Linked DNA regions of Mus musculus: regions 1, 2 and 4 are each linked to region 3. A link is a contact called in public HiChIP or PLAC-seq and promoter capture Hi-C data. All regions are on one chromosome and are shown on one strand. The core of a region is the stretch at or near the end of the contact, and the rest is flanking DNA. Distances in the headings are between cores, read along the strand shown. Region 1 holds the start of Myo9a (myosin IXa). Region 2 holds the start of Gramd2 (GRAM domain containing 2). Region 3 holds the start of Rplp1 (ribosomal protein, large, P1). Region 4 holds the start of Pkm (pyruvate kinase, muscle).

Region 1 (2,994 bases), core at 135-2,634, 2.2 Mb before region 3:
TGGCTCAGACTGGCTTCCCACTTGGAGATCTAGCTGCCTTATTCTTTCAGGAGCTAACAGGCCAGCCATCCCAGGCAATCAGCCATCTTCAAAAACAGCCTTTGCACCTGCATCTGATTATTTCTTGCACTTGTTATAGTTAAGTTTCCCCCGCCTTGTGATCAAGATTGGCCTTAAATTCACTCGCCACATAGTCTAGTTGTTTCAAATGGAAGTCTACCTGCGCGGTTTTTACTAGGTATATGCCAATCCTCTTGCTTTTTACTCTTAGGTTGTTTGTCACATGCCTTTGTACTAGCCTTTCTCTACTCCCATTTTCTTTCTGGCCAGTTTCGGTCCACCAAGGTTTTAACACGAGTTCTCCACAGGCCTGAAAGTCATTTGGGAAAAGTCCTCTTCTGCAATCAAGGACCCCCCCCCCCCCACTCCCCCGTTTGTGTTCAGCTCATCCCGTGTTATTTTACTGTGTTACCATTGCGGATTCTTTGTTTCCTACATCACAGCACTTCAAAAGAGCGGATATTTTTTCATTTTCTTCTAATATTCTGGATTTTACAGCATAGAAACAACTCAGTGAAAAGTCTGTGGAATGAATGGAAAGAAATACTTGGCCACGGGGGCGGGAACAAGTGGGGGGAGGGGCGTGCGTGTGTGGAAAAGGGGCGGCGCTGAGAATCCAGCTGCAGAATGAGGAAGGGGCTCGGACACACTAGAGTCTGCGTGGAGCGCAAAGCGATCCACTGCTTCCAAAAACTGAGACAAACCTAAGTAGGGAGGAGGCGTCTTACCTATTCCTCAGGCCTCACCAACCCAACCAGCCTTCAGGGAGCTCTGTACTGGCCGGAAAGTGAGACTTAAGGTCGTAATCCCAGAGTTTGCCTTTCCAACCTTACGACGTTTTTATGTAGTAATCGAGAATCTAACACGGAGGTCTCAGCCCTGCCGTAAAGTGAAGAAGGAATGGGGAGGCGGGGCCATTCGGAGGGTGGAAAATAGGCGTGTCCGCGCAAGCGCAGGCAGCCCGCTCCAGCAGCGTCACGTGCGGAGGCGGGGCCGGGCGGGGCTGTCCGGGGCTTGGCAGCAGGGGGCGTGGGAGGTAAGTGCGCGCGCGCCTGCTCGGCTGCTGCTGGAGAGCCGCGCGGGGCGGGGCCGCGTGAGCGGGGTCGGGGGCGCGCAGGCCTGAGAGGACTGGGGACGCAGAGGCAGTTGGCGGTGGCCGTCGGAAAGTCCTGGCAGGACGGGGAGGGACTGCGGCGGAGATACCGGTCCCCGGGCAAAAGCAGGGACCGCGGTTTAGCTTCCAACGCGTGCTCTCTGGGCGGGGTGCGGCGGGGGATGTGCCTGCCCAGTCCGGGCGGAGTCTCTCTGACAGGGCGGGGGATGCGCGGCCGCCGCTCTCTCGGACCCTGAGGCGACTGGGCCCACCCTCGCGGAACCCTCCTACCCCCCGGCGGCCTCGGCCTCTGCTTTCTCCTTCTGACCCTGGAAACCGAGCTGGGGAAGCGGCTACCGCCGAAGAGGAAGGGGCTGTGGTGGCCACCGCGGCGCAGCCAGAGGTAAGACCCGCCCCAGCACCCAGCGGCCCTGCCGCCTGGCCTGGCCCGGCCCACGTCTCCCGCTCGGCTCTTTGGCTCCCGGAGGGCTGCCCCGCCCCGCCCCGGCGGAGACGCCCCGCCAGCAGCTCTGCCCCTAAAGCCTAGCAATCGCCGGAGTACCGCCGGGATTCCACCCCCAGACTCGACTCTCCCGTACCTTTCATTGACCAGACACCATTCTGTCCACCAGTAGCCGCGGCGCTTCTGTCACTGGCCCCCTTCCACCTCCTGCTAGAACCTCTTTAGACCCTCTTTAGGACTCTGACTGGAACCTCTAGACACCGTTATGTCGGAGCGGATCCTTGTCTGGGAACCAAGGCCACTACTGCTTCCTAATGCATTGCTACGTCCCAGATCTTTGGGTATCCTACGAGTCATCGCTACCCGAGCTTTCATAGGGACCCTCACGCAGCTTACTTCCAGTCAGGTTTGCTAGGTTTTCCCCCTACCCATACGAGCTTTCAGATAGCCCAATGTCATGATGCTCTTACCTAGTAGGTCTCCGGTTAGCCCTTCAAATCACCATCAGAGTGCTGGATCGCCCCCTCACACCCCCCCCCCCCCCGCCCTGGTGTAGTTTCTCTAGAAGACCTCTTAAGCAAACCTTGTTACCTGATTTCTAACCAATCGGGATCTTTGGTTGAAAAGAAGTTTCCAGGAAAACTCGAAGGGGTTATTTACATAGTCCAGTATATTCACTCCATTGGATTTTAAGGAGTCAGACTGAGACCCATGTTTGGAGCCTCAGGGACTGGTTGCTGAAAGGGAAAGAGAGCAAAGAGTGTGAAAGCCCAGGCAGGGAGGGTATGTGTGCTGTTACAAGGGCAAGCTGCTTGCTCCTCATCTTGTCTCTTCAGTAGAAGGAAAGAACCAGTCTATATCTTGTCACTTCTGGGCTTCTGTAAGGATTAAGTTGCATTACACCAATGAAGATAAGTAACTCTTCATATATTTGTCTCAGCACTGTAGATTTGTACAGATACACAGGTTTTTAACTAGAGGAGTTTTGGATTTACTGTTTTTGAACTTGTTAGAAAAACAGCATTTATAGCTGTTCTTAATCCCTGAAGGCTAATGTTTTTAGTATTTTTTTACCACCCAGTCTTCTCCAAGGACCAAGTATAAGTGTCATTCAGAATTGAAGTTATTATTAACAGCTTTCTTAGTAGTAGTAAAATATTGAATAAAATGTTTGTTGAAATTATACTCCTGAGATGTCAAGAGGGAAGCGTAATGTTAAGTGTTAAGTGTATAATTTTAATGTTTATGTAAGGGTGGGGGATATTTTTGTAGTTAGTACTTACGGTTTTTTTTTCCTTTCATTTTTTTGTGTCTGTGTGTAATACAGGGAGAAAAACCAATTTACATTATGGGTATTAATGAGACACAGTTTAGAAGT
Region 2 (2,700 bases), core at 66-2,565, 2.2 Mb before region 3:
CCTCTGGAGCCCCTCTTCTAGCCCCTGTCCCTTCCCCTCCCCTATCCTTTCCATTAGGCCAGCAACGCTTGTAGTGCTCACTCTGGGCCATAGTGTGGCGCTGGTGGGCTGGGACACCAGGGAAAATTAATGCCTCTAAAACATGCAATAGAGACCAGCTATTATTCAGGGCCCTACCTGAGCCAGGGGTGGAGGAGGAATGCAGGACTGGAAACCCTGACTTTATCACAGAAGGGCGGCAGCATCTCTGGGCTTTGCTTCTGTAGAAAGTTGTCAGAATTCCCAGCCCTAGCCTGGAGTCAGGAGACAGCAAAAGAGTAGGGGCTGAGGGTGTGGGGCCCAGGGTCCCAGTGTAGATGACGACTTCTGGCCCTGGCCCTGACCTGCTTTCCCAACAGCTTTGGCCTCCCCACTTCTTGTGCACTCCACTTCTGTCACTGCAGACACTCCACTCTCCACCTTGTATTCTGCAGAGTCTCCAGGCCTGTTGCTATAGTGCCCACCTGAATGTCAATAAACAGCAGCTGAAGCACCTGTGTTGTGTTTTGTTTTGTTTTTTTCCGGGGGTTGGTAGTGGTGGTCGAGCCCTGCCCTTTGAGCAATTGAGAATGACAACAGCCAGGAGGCCTGGCCTTGGGTGCTATGGATCCACCAGATAACCTTCAAGCACGGGACCACTGGAGACGCCGGAGACTGAATACTTTGGGAGTATATAAGTTGCCTCCTGCACCAAAGTGCGGCTGTGTATCGGGAAGCTGATCCGTTCTATTTCAGGGCAAATACTAGAAAAGTCTGGGACAGGTTCAGCTAGCACCTAGAATGGTCGAATAGTGGGCTGATCCCTGTGGTAGAGGCCTGTTGAGGGCGCTGTAGGATGAGTCCCTGATTGGATACTTCACAAAACCCTCAGCCTCCATAACAGTTAAGCACAAAGGGTCTCTTGTTTTCCTGTTGCCCTCAGGAATAAGGTACATAGAAACAAGGTGGGACCCTTGTCCCTGGCAACTCCCAACAGCCACCTAGTCAGAGGCTAAGGCCTCTGAAATTGAGATGTTGCAGCACCAAGAGCTCAGGTTAGGTAAGGAGGTTGGAAGGCGGAGTAGAATGAAGAGCCCTGAGGGAACATTTTGATATGAAGTCCCATAATTGAGGACCCAGGCCCTGGTTTCCTCGACCTCACAATTTTGAAGACCTACCTGCAGCTGGGACCCATCAGGGCGGTCTGGGAGCGGGGAAGGCTCCACCAATTGAGCCAGGCTCATTCTGCGCGAGCGGCCAATAGGCGTGTGGGGGCGGGCCTTTCCCGGGGTGGGCGGTCCCCGGAGGGCACTGGGTCTGGCGCACGGCCTCGGGCTCCCGGAGAAGGCGCTGCGATGACCGCCCTGAGCCGTAGCGAGCCTGTCGAGGCGGGCAGGTAAGGGAGGCGTCCCGGGGCTCCAGGTCCAGGAGGCTGCGACGAAGGGCAGGGCGACTCTGGGAATGCCGCGCCTAGGCGCCTTCTGCCTCCCGGCTGGGCACTTCCAACCGCAGAAATTTAGGCTTGGACCCTGCGCCTCCGCCCGGCTGTGAGGTGTGCGAGTCTGGTGCGATGTATCCGATGTGTCTTGGTGGCTTCAGGCGAGCGGAAGGCACGCTCCCTTCTGGAAATCACCTCGTGTCGGCCACCCTCGCGGTCCATTCATTTGTGTTTCATTCATTTCTCGCCATAACGACCCCCCAGTCCCGGTTGTCTCCACACACAGCCTGGCGCTTCCCTGTGGGCCTCTGCAAAATCAGCTCCTCTCCTCTCCTCTCCACTCCCAGCGGGATCTACTCTTAGGAGCACACTCGGCTGCTTCTGAGGCAACGTGGAGCTGTCCCAGCACGACTCGGCCGCACCCCGTGCGCCAGGCCCGGGCGGGCTGGGGCTGGTCTCCAAGCCCAGAGAGCTGGTTCAAAGTCGGCTTGGGAGGAAAGGAAAGTTCTTGCAGGTAGTGGAGAATAAGTGGGGGGAGAGAAGACAGGAGGCGGCATGGCAGATGACATCAAGAATGGTAACTGTGAGCTGGGAGGGTAGGTAGTGTTTACCTAGCATATATAAGGCCTTGGATTTGGTCCTTAGCACTGCATAAAACACATTGGTGATGCACATCTACAATTCCAGCACCGTATGCAAGATGGTTCATGCTTGCTAGCTCCTGGGAAGCTTACATGAGCTGAGATTCAGGGTCATCTTGGACTACATAATGATTTCAGGTCCAGCCCTGGGGAGTTAGGGAATTTAACTTTTGAAGTGGTGCAGATGAGATTATTTAGGGGGAAGATGCGGCCCGTTGATGAAACTGTAAATTCTTGCTCCCACCCAGCCCCAAACCTGCAGGATTGGACATCCCTGGCCAGCCAGGATGGATTGAGGTGGGGCAAATGTGATCTTGTTCCCACATCAACCTTGGTACATAGGGTGATGAGTTAGCACTCAGTCCTCTACGGGCTTGAGGGGGTGGGCTAGCTGTGATCAGCCTTTGTCTCTGGGTTTGCCTCCTTCAACGTACGTATCTGGTTGTGCAAAGGTGTCCTTCCACTCCTAAAGCTGGAAGACAAGAGTCTTGCCAGAAGAGATGGGTAGAGGGTATCGCTCGCCCTGTGGACTGCTCTTCAGTCTCCTCATAAGGCCAGTTAGACTGCAGCATAGAAAGGCATTCTTAGAGTAAAGGTTAGAGT
Region 3 (2,798 bases), core at 96-2,595:
ATTTATATAACTCATGGTGGCTTTGGTCAAGACCCTCCTTCCCTGACATTTTTTTGGGACCTGCTACCATCTCTGAAACTCCAAGAGCTTTGTGGCTTACAAGTGAGACCAGTCCACCTACAGGTTCAGCTCTTTATTAGCCAACTTAACAAAAGCAGTTTAGTCAAAAAGACCGAAGCCCATGTCATCTTCAGACTCCTCGGACTCTTCCTTCTTTGCCTCCACTTTCTTCTCCTCAGCTGGGGCGGCGGCAGTGGATGGAGCAGCACCACCAGCAGGCGCAGCTCCAGCTGCTGGAGCGGGCCCACCAGCCCCTACATTGCAGATGAGGCTCCCAATGTTGACATTGGCCAGAGCCTACAACAGAGACATAGAAAAGGCTTTTAGTTTTGTGCTGCAAGATTTAATGATTCAATTAAGCTCTTTTCACCCATGAGACCAAAGCAATGTTCAGGACTACAGGGAATCAATATACAACTGCCACCAGTTGATTGACCCCACTTGCCAGAAATAAAGCTGTTTGTATAAATAGAATGTAGCTATCCACTTTGCATGAATCTCACTGCTTCAAATGCCCAAACTTAAGAGGCAACAAAACTCATTCTCAAGCCATGGACCGTGAAGGCCTGACATAAAAGCCACATCAATAAGTACAAACTAAGATACAAAAATCAAGGCTGGTGGTGGAAATCGTACATTACCAAGTGTAACCCCAAAACTTACCTTGGCAAACAAGCCAGGCCAGAAAGGTTCGACGCTGACACCAGCTGCTTTAATGAGGGCATTGATCTTATCCTCCTGGAACACAAACGCCAACCCGTCAGAACGATCAGAATGCGGCTAAAACTCAGTCACTTATACAGAGTTAAGTTTCGTACTTGGGCTAAAGTCAACCTTAAAAAAGACAAGGCCAGGTTTGAAGGCTCAGCGGGCTGTGGGATTGTCCCGCAGGCCTGACGACCTGAGTTCGAGGCCTAAAACTTAGATAAAAACAGCCCACTCTAAACAGTAGGCCTAACATGCGCGCTCGGGACCGCCATTCACCTGTCTCGGGTTGGGCCGCGCGGGGAGGACAGAGCGCATACGCCTCACAGGCCTCCAAGTCACCGAATGCCTGAGAATGCGAAGTCCGGGCGGAGCCGGGTGTCCGCCGCACAAACACGTGGCCGGCCCGGGGTTATCCCGCACTTACCGTGACCGTCACCTCGTCGTCGTGCAGGATGAGGGCGGAGTAGATGCAAGCGAGCTCGGAGACGGAAGCCATGCTGTAGACTGCCGGCACGGTGCTAGTCGCCGGATGAAGTGAGGGCCTCACCCCAACGCGGCCTTAGCTTCCTCGGAAGGACCGAGCACCTTGGCGGCAGCTGAGGAAAAGATCATATACGCCTGCGCGCAGCTTCTTATGGGACCGCGCCGACCAATCGATGCCCGACTCGAGACGGAAGGGGCAGGGCCAAAACCGAGAGGAGGCGCGTCTGCAGAACGCAGTTCCGGATTTGCGCGTTCGACTTCCGGTGCGATTGGCCTTTGGGGCTTGCGAATATTACAAGTGCTCAACAGTAGAGATTAACAGGCTAAAGGGAGAGAGCTATCGGGGGAGACGTACTGCTTAAACTGACAGGCGCGTTCCCACGGCTTGGGTACACTGAAAAGTCGCTCTCCGCCTCAAGCCTTGCGGATCACGTGGTGGACTTCCCAACCCACCCTCACCCCGGGCGTGCGCGCCGTAGTAACTGTGTCTGTGATGAGGTTGATAAATACCACCCGGGACCCGGAGTTGCATATCAAATGCAATATATCGTGGTTAATGTTTAATTCATTACATTGAAAAAGCACAGAGGGGCGGAAGTTAAGCCATCTTGCAGCTCTCAGGTTTGGCTCCCGCACCCCGAAAAGTGCCAGGAAATCCAGTAACAGGGGCTCTGATCCTGACAGAGGTCAGCAGACACGCTCAAGTACACATAAAAGTAAACACTCTTTAAAGTGTCACGCGAGGTATGGTGAGGAAAAAACCCACAGAAGTAGGAGACCACGTGATAAAATTCGGCAACTAATTATATAGAACCCCTAGAAAACCAGGAGAGTAACTTTGATGCGCAGACATCAAAAGCAAGTATCAATAAACAAACGTTTTCCTTTGCCTCTCTTTTAGTGCATGGTACTTTGTCACAGCAATAGAAACCCCAAGTGCTCATATACACAATTAAATAAAAACACCCCTCAGGTTAGGGTACAGCTCGTGTGTGGTCAGCTTGTGTAGAGGTGACCTTGGTGCTAGAAACTTGCAACTAGAATGTAGTGCATACTAGATTAAGTGGTTTCTTTAAAGTTAATAAAATTCTAATCTCAGGACCACAAAGAAGCTATGAAACAGCAAAAGGAACCTAAGTAGAGCAATATAGTTTTCACAGATAAGAGCCTAAAACGGAGAATTTTCTCCAAGTAATATAGTTCCAATCAAAATTCTGTTCATGATCTCAGTGGAATTTGACATGGCCTTCAGTCTAAACACACACACACACACACACCCTGACAGGGTGTCATGTACCTCAGCTGGCCTTGAACTTGCTATGTGGTTGAAGATTACCTGGAATGTTGGATCTTCCTCCCCTGCCTGGGATTGATTTTAAGTATCCAGGTCATGCTGGGCTAGGGATTAACTCCAGGGCGGGTACACACTAAGCACTCCAGCCACTCAGCTACATCTCAGACCCCCTTAAGCTTACTTTGAGACATGCTCTTTTTTTTTTTTTTTTTTTTTTTTTCTTTCCGAGACAGGGTTTCTCTGTGTAGCCCTG
Region 4 (2,811 bases), core at 150-2,649, 2.3 Mb before region 3:
GCACAGTATGCACAGTGGACCTCAACATGAGTAGATAGATAACTGTCACCCTGTTGAACACTATGGTTCTTTTGTGTGTGTGTGTCCAAGGCACAAAGAGGTCATTTCTTCTACCCCCTTCTCTTGCAGAAAGGAATGATTTCCTCCACAGATATAACCTCCCCCTCCCCAACTTCATGTTCTTTCCACCATAATAACCAAGCATTTACTTCCCTAAACTAAGGGGACCAAGGGGACTTATAGAAGAAACTAAAAAACTTTATTTCACTACAAATTGCATTTATGTTACCCTTCCCTCTAATCAAAACTGACCGAAAATGGGATGAAGGCCTGTGATTCAACTACAAAGAAGTGTCTGCTTGAAATGGTCACACCCATCTTTTACCAAGAAAAACAAAAGAACAAAACAAAACCAAAAAAAATCCAAAACCTAAGGTACAGTCTTCCCATTTAGAATGTGGCAACATTGTATCTGCTTTCAAAACTCTGCGGAATGAAGACTAGTGTTAACAGTTGGGAAATTAGAAAATACTTTGTAGGGAAAAAATTGTTAATGCCTCCAATACTACAAATTTAAATACATACACGCCTGAGTCAAAAACCAGTGTTGACTCCTGCATAGATAATGGCTACACGTAGGTCCAGTTCTGCACTAATTACCTTGGATTGGTTTGCTGCGTCCAGGTCCAGGCATTTTAAAAGTGCAGGATTCGAGACTCAAAGTATTAACATGGGTCCAATCTAGCCCTCCTTATTAGGAGGTCGCGCTCACGTTCCAAAGAGAGACTTAAGTTCTTCCTACCCAGCCTCTAAGTCTGGAACCCTCTAGGAGGCAGCCCAGACCTTCCACCACTCTCTTGCTCCCATCACCCCAGCTTCCCGTTCCGCTCAGCCTCAGAGGGTGTACTGGGGCGGGCGCCGGGAGGGTGGAGAGTCTCCGGGCGGGGCTGGAGGAATGTCCGTGGACCTATAAATCTGGGCACCGCCCTGGTAGGCCAGGGCAGATGGGGAGACCTGGGCAAAAGGCCAAAAAGGGAACATTTTGTAGCCGATCTAAAGCAACAGGTGGCGGTGGCGCCCGGGAACCTAGGGGTGGTGGTGGCGGCGGCGGCGCTGGCCCGGTGGGCGGGCCTTGCTCCCTCACCACTTCCCCATTGGTCAACAGGATAACCCTTGAGCAAATTTGGTCTACGATGTCCTTCCGCCACGGAAGGTAGTCCTCCTCAAAAGGGCAACCTGCTTGTCCCGCCTACCCTGAGCTTCTCTCAGGAGGTGCGGGCGCCCCGTTGAGAGGCGGGGCGCCGCCGGCCGCAGCCCGGATTGGGCGAGGGGCGGGGCTGCGGAGGGATTGCGGCGGCCCGCAGCTGTGATAACCTTGAGGCCCAGTCGGCGCAGCCCCGCACAGCAGCGACTCGTCTTCACTTGACTGACGTCCGCTCTAGGTATCGCAGCAGGAACCGAAGTACGCCCGAGGTGAGCGGGGAGAACCTAAGCCATCTGTCCCCAGAGCCGATGCCCACTGGTGTGTAACGCAGGCCTGCCTGCCCACGCGGGACTCAGGCGCCAGGCATCGAGCATCCCACTCCGGGTTGGGGAGGAGCCACACTTGAGTCCAAGTCTTAATCCTCCAAATTGAGGGTGGCCGGCTAGCTCCTTTCCCACGGTCTCATTCTGCTCTCTCTTCCATCTCAATCTGGTTCCAGCCTCTTATCTTACTATTGCTATCCTCGCCACCCTGTTCTCGCCCTGCTCCGATGCTCGTCCTCCTACATCCACTACGACTTACGACCTTCCTCTTAGCTCTGTGCCCTCATAATTCGGTGCCCTCCTCTTAATCTCTACTTGAAATAATTCCCCTACTCACCCCACCCCCACCCCCCATTCAGCCTCCGCGTTCATCCTCCTTTCAGGTCAGCGTTCTCTTCCCGCGCCAGTGTTCGCAGCTCTTCGTCGCCCCTCCCCCCTCCGATCCGGTCACGTCCGCGCCGCAGCATCCTTTCAACCTCCATATCCTCGCCCCTCCCCCTCGCAGCTTTTCCCCTCCCCCCGCATTCTAGTCACGTCCGCGGACTCCTCGTGGTCCGGTGCATGGAGGTAGGATGCAGTCACTAGCGGTCCTTGGTAATGCAGCTACAAGTTACGTAACTTTTGTATTCCCGGTGGCCTGGCAAGAAAGGTTGGCCGCTATTGCTGCCTGTTTTGTGTGCCCGCAGATTTTTGGTGGTGGGCACGGGCCCTCATTGCTCTCGCGCTCCATCCTGCGGCGGAGGGGCGGCACGTACTGCGATGCGTCTGATTAATCGGTCATGCTGCTCCCACGTGCTGGCGAGGGGGAGGGTGGGCGATCAACCCATACCCGTTCCCGACAGAAACTGGAGCCCGACGCTACCAGAACACACATAGCCCACAGAGCTCGGTCTAATTAGGGAAGCAGATTTTGTCAAGTCAGTGCTATGAGGAAGATGGGGCTGCATGCACAAGGTGGCCGGCATACTGGTTTTGAAAAAGCCGGGCATCTTCTAGTCTGAAGGCTATAAAGACCCAGTAAATACCCAGTCATAGTAAGATAAGAGCTCGACCACTTTTTCCAAATCCAGGACACTGGTAGTTTGGAAAAAGTGAACCTTATAGTGAAAATCCAGTCGTGCATGGAGGCAGCTAGGTTTTGGAATCCGGTGTGATCTATTAATATTCTTAGGTTTGGCCTCTGGTCCTGTGTCACTCCAGGCTGCTAAATTACTGGTCTCCTTGTAAGTACGGGCCATCCTCGATGTAGTGACTAACCTCGGGTGAAATATCCAGAAGGGCATG

What was found. Promoter capture Hi-C pulls out the DNA fragments that hold promoters and counts their contacts. HiChIP or PLAC-seq counts read pairs in DNA pulled down with a chosen protein or histone mark.
Region 1: a contact with region 3 is called in a promoter capture Hi-C map of erythroid cells, with 28 times the contacts expected there. The contact joins the promoter of Myo9a here to the promoter of Rplp1 in region 3. A contact is called at or near these places in 3 of 39 promoter capture datasets (cranial neural crest, erythroid cells and liver).
Region 2: an H3K27ac HiChIP or PLAC-seq map of embryonic stem cells shows a contact between it and region 3, with 14 times the contacts expected there. The contact joins the promoter of Gramd2 here to the promoter of Rplp1 in region 3. A contact is called at or near these places in 2 of 39 promoter capture datasets (cranial neural crest and hippocampal neurons), 2 of 484 Hi-C or Micro-C datasets (both in embryonic stem cells) and 2 of 115 datasets of contacts at active chromatin or transcription factors (both in embryonic stem cells).
Region 4: an H3K27ac HiChIP or PLAC-seq map of embryonic stem cells shows a contact between it and region 3, with 4 times the contacts expected there. The contact joins the promoter of Pkm here to the promoter of Rplp1 in region 3. A contact is called at or near these places in 1 of 39 promoter capture datasets (embryonic stem cells), 2 of 484 Hi-C or Micro-C datasets (both in embryonic stem cells) and 1 of 115 datasets of contacts at active chromatin or transcription factors (embryonic stem cells).

Annotation. Positions count from the first base shown.
Region 1 is chr9:59,749,790-59,752,783 of GRCm38.p6, forward strand. Myo9a (myosin IXa) reads left to right here and starts at 1,385. Exons shown (of 44, transcript NM_173018.2): 1 at 1,385-1,556. Senp8 (SUMO/sentrin specific peptidase 8) reads right to left here and starts at 860. Exons shown (of 2, transcript NM_027838.3): 1 at 789-860.
Region 2 is chr9:59,678,839-59,681,538 of GRCm38.p6, forward strand. Gramd2 (GRAM domain containing 2) reads left to right here and starts at 1,316. Exons shown (of 12, transcript NM_001379375.1): 1 at 1,316-1,414. The coding sequence starts at 1,374. It overlaps Pkm (pyruvate kinase, muscle), which reads left to right. Exons shown (of 11, transcript NM_011099.4): 11 at 1-534.
Region 3 is chr9:61,913,165-61,915,962 of GRCm38.p6, forward strand. It overlaps Rplp1 (ribosomal protein, large, P1), which reads right to left and starts at 1,346. Exons shown (of 3, transcript NM_018853.3): 1 at 1,193-1,346; 2 at 724-798; 3 at 119-357. The coding sequence starts at 1,264. The coding sequence ends at 160.
Region 4 is chr9:59,655,177-59,657,987 of GRCm38.p6, forward strand. It overlaps Pkm (pyruvate kinase, muscle), which reads left to right and starts at 1,400. Exons shown (of 11, transcript NM_011099.4): 1 at 1,400-1,473. It overlaps Gm51708 (a long non-coding RNA gene), which reads right to left and starts at 730. Exons shown (of 4, transcript XR_003948336.1): 1 at 661-730.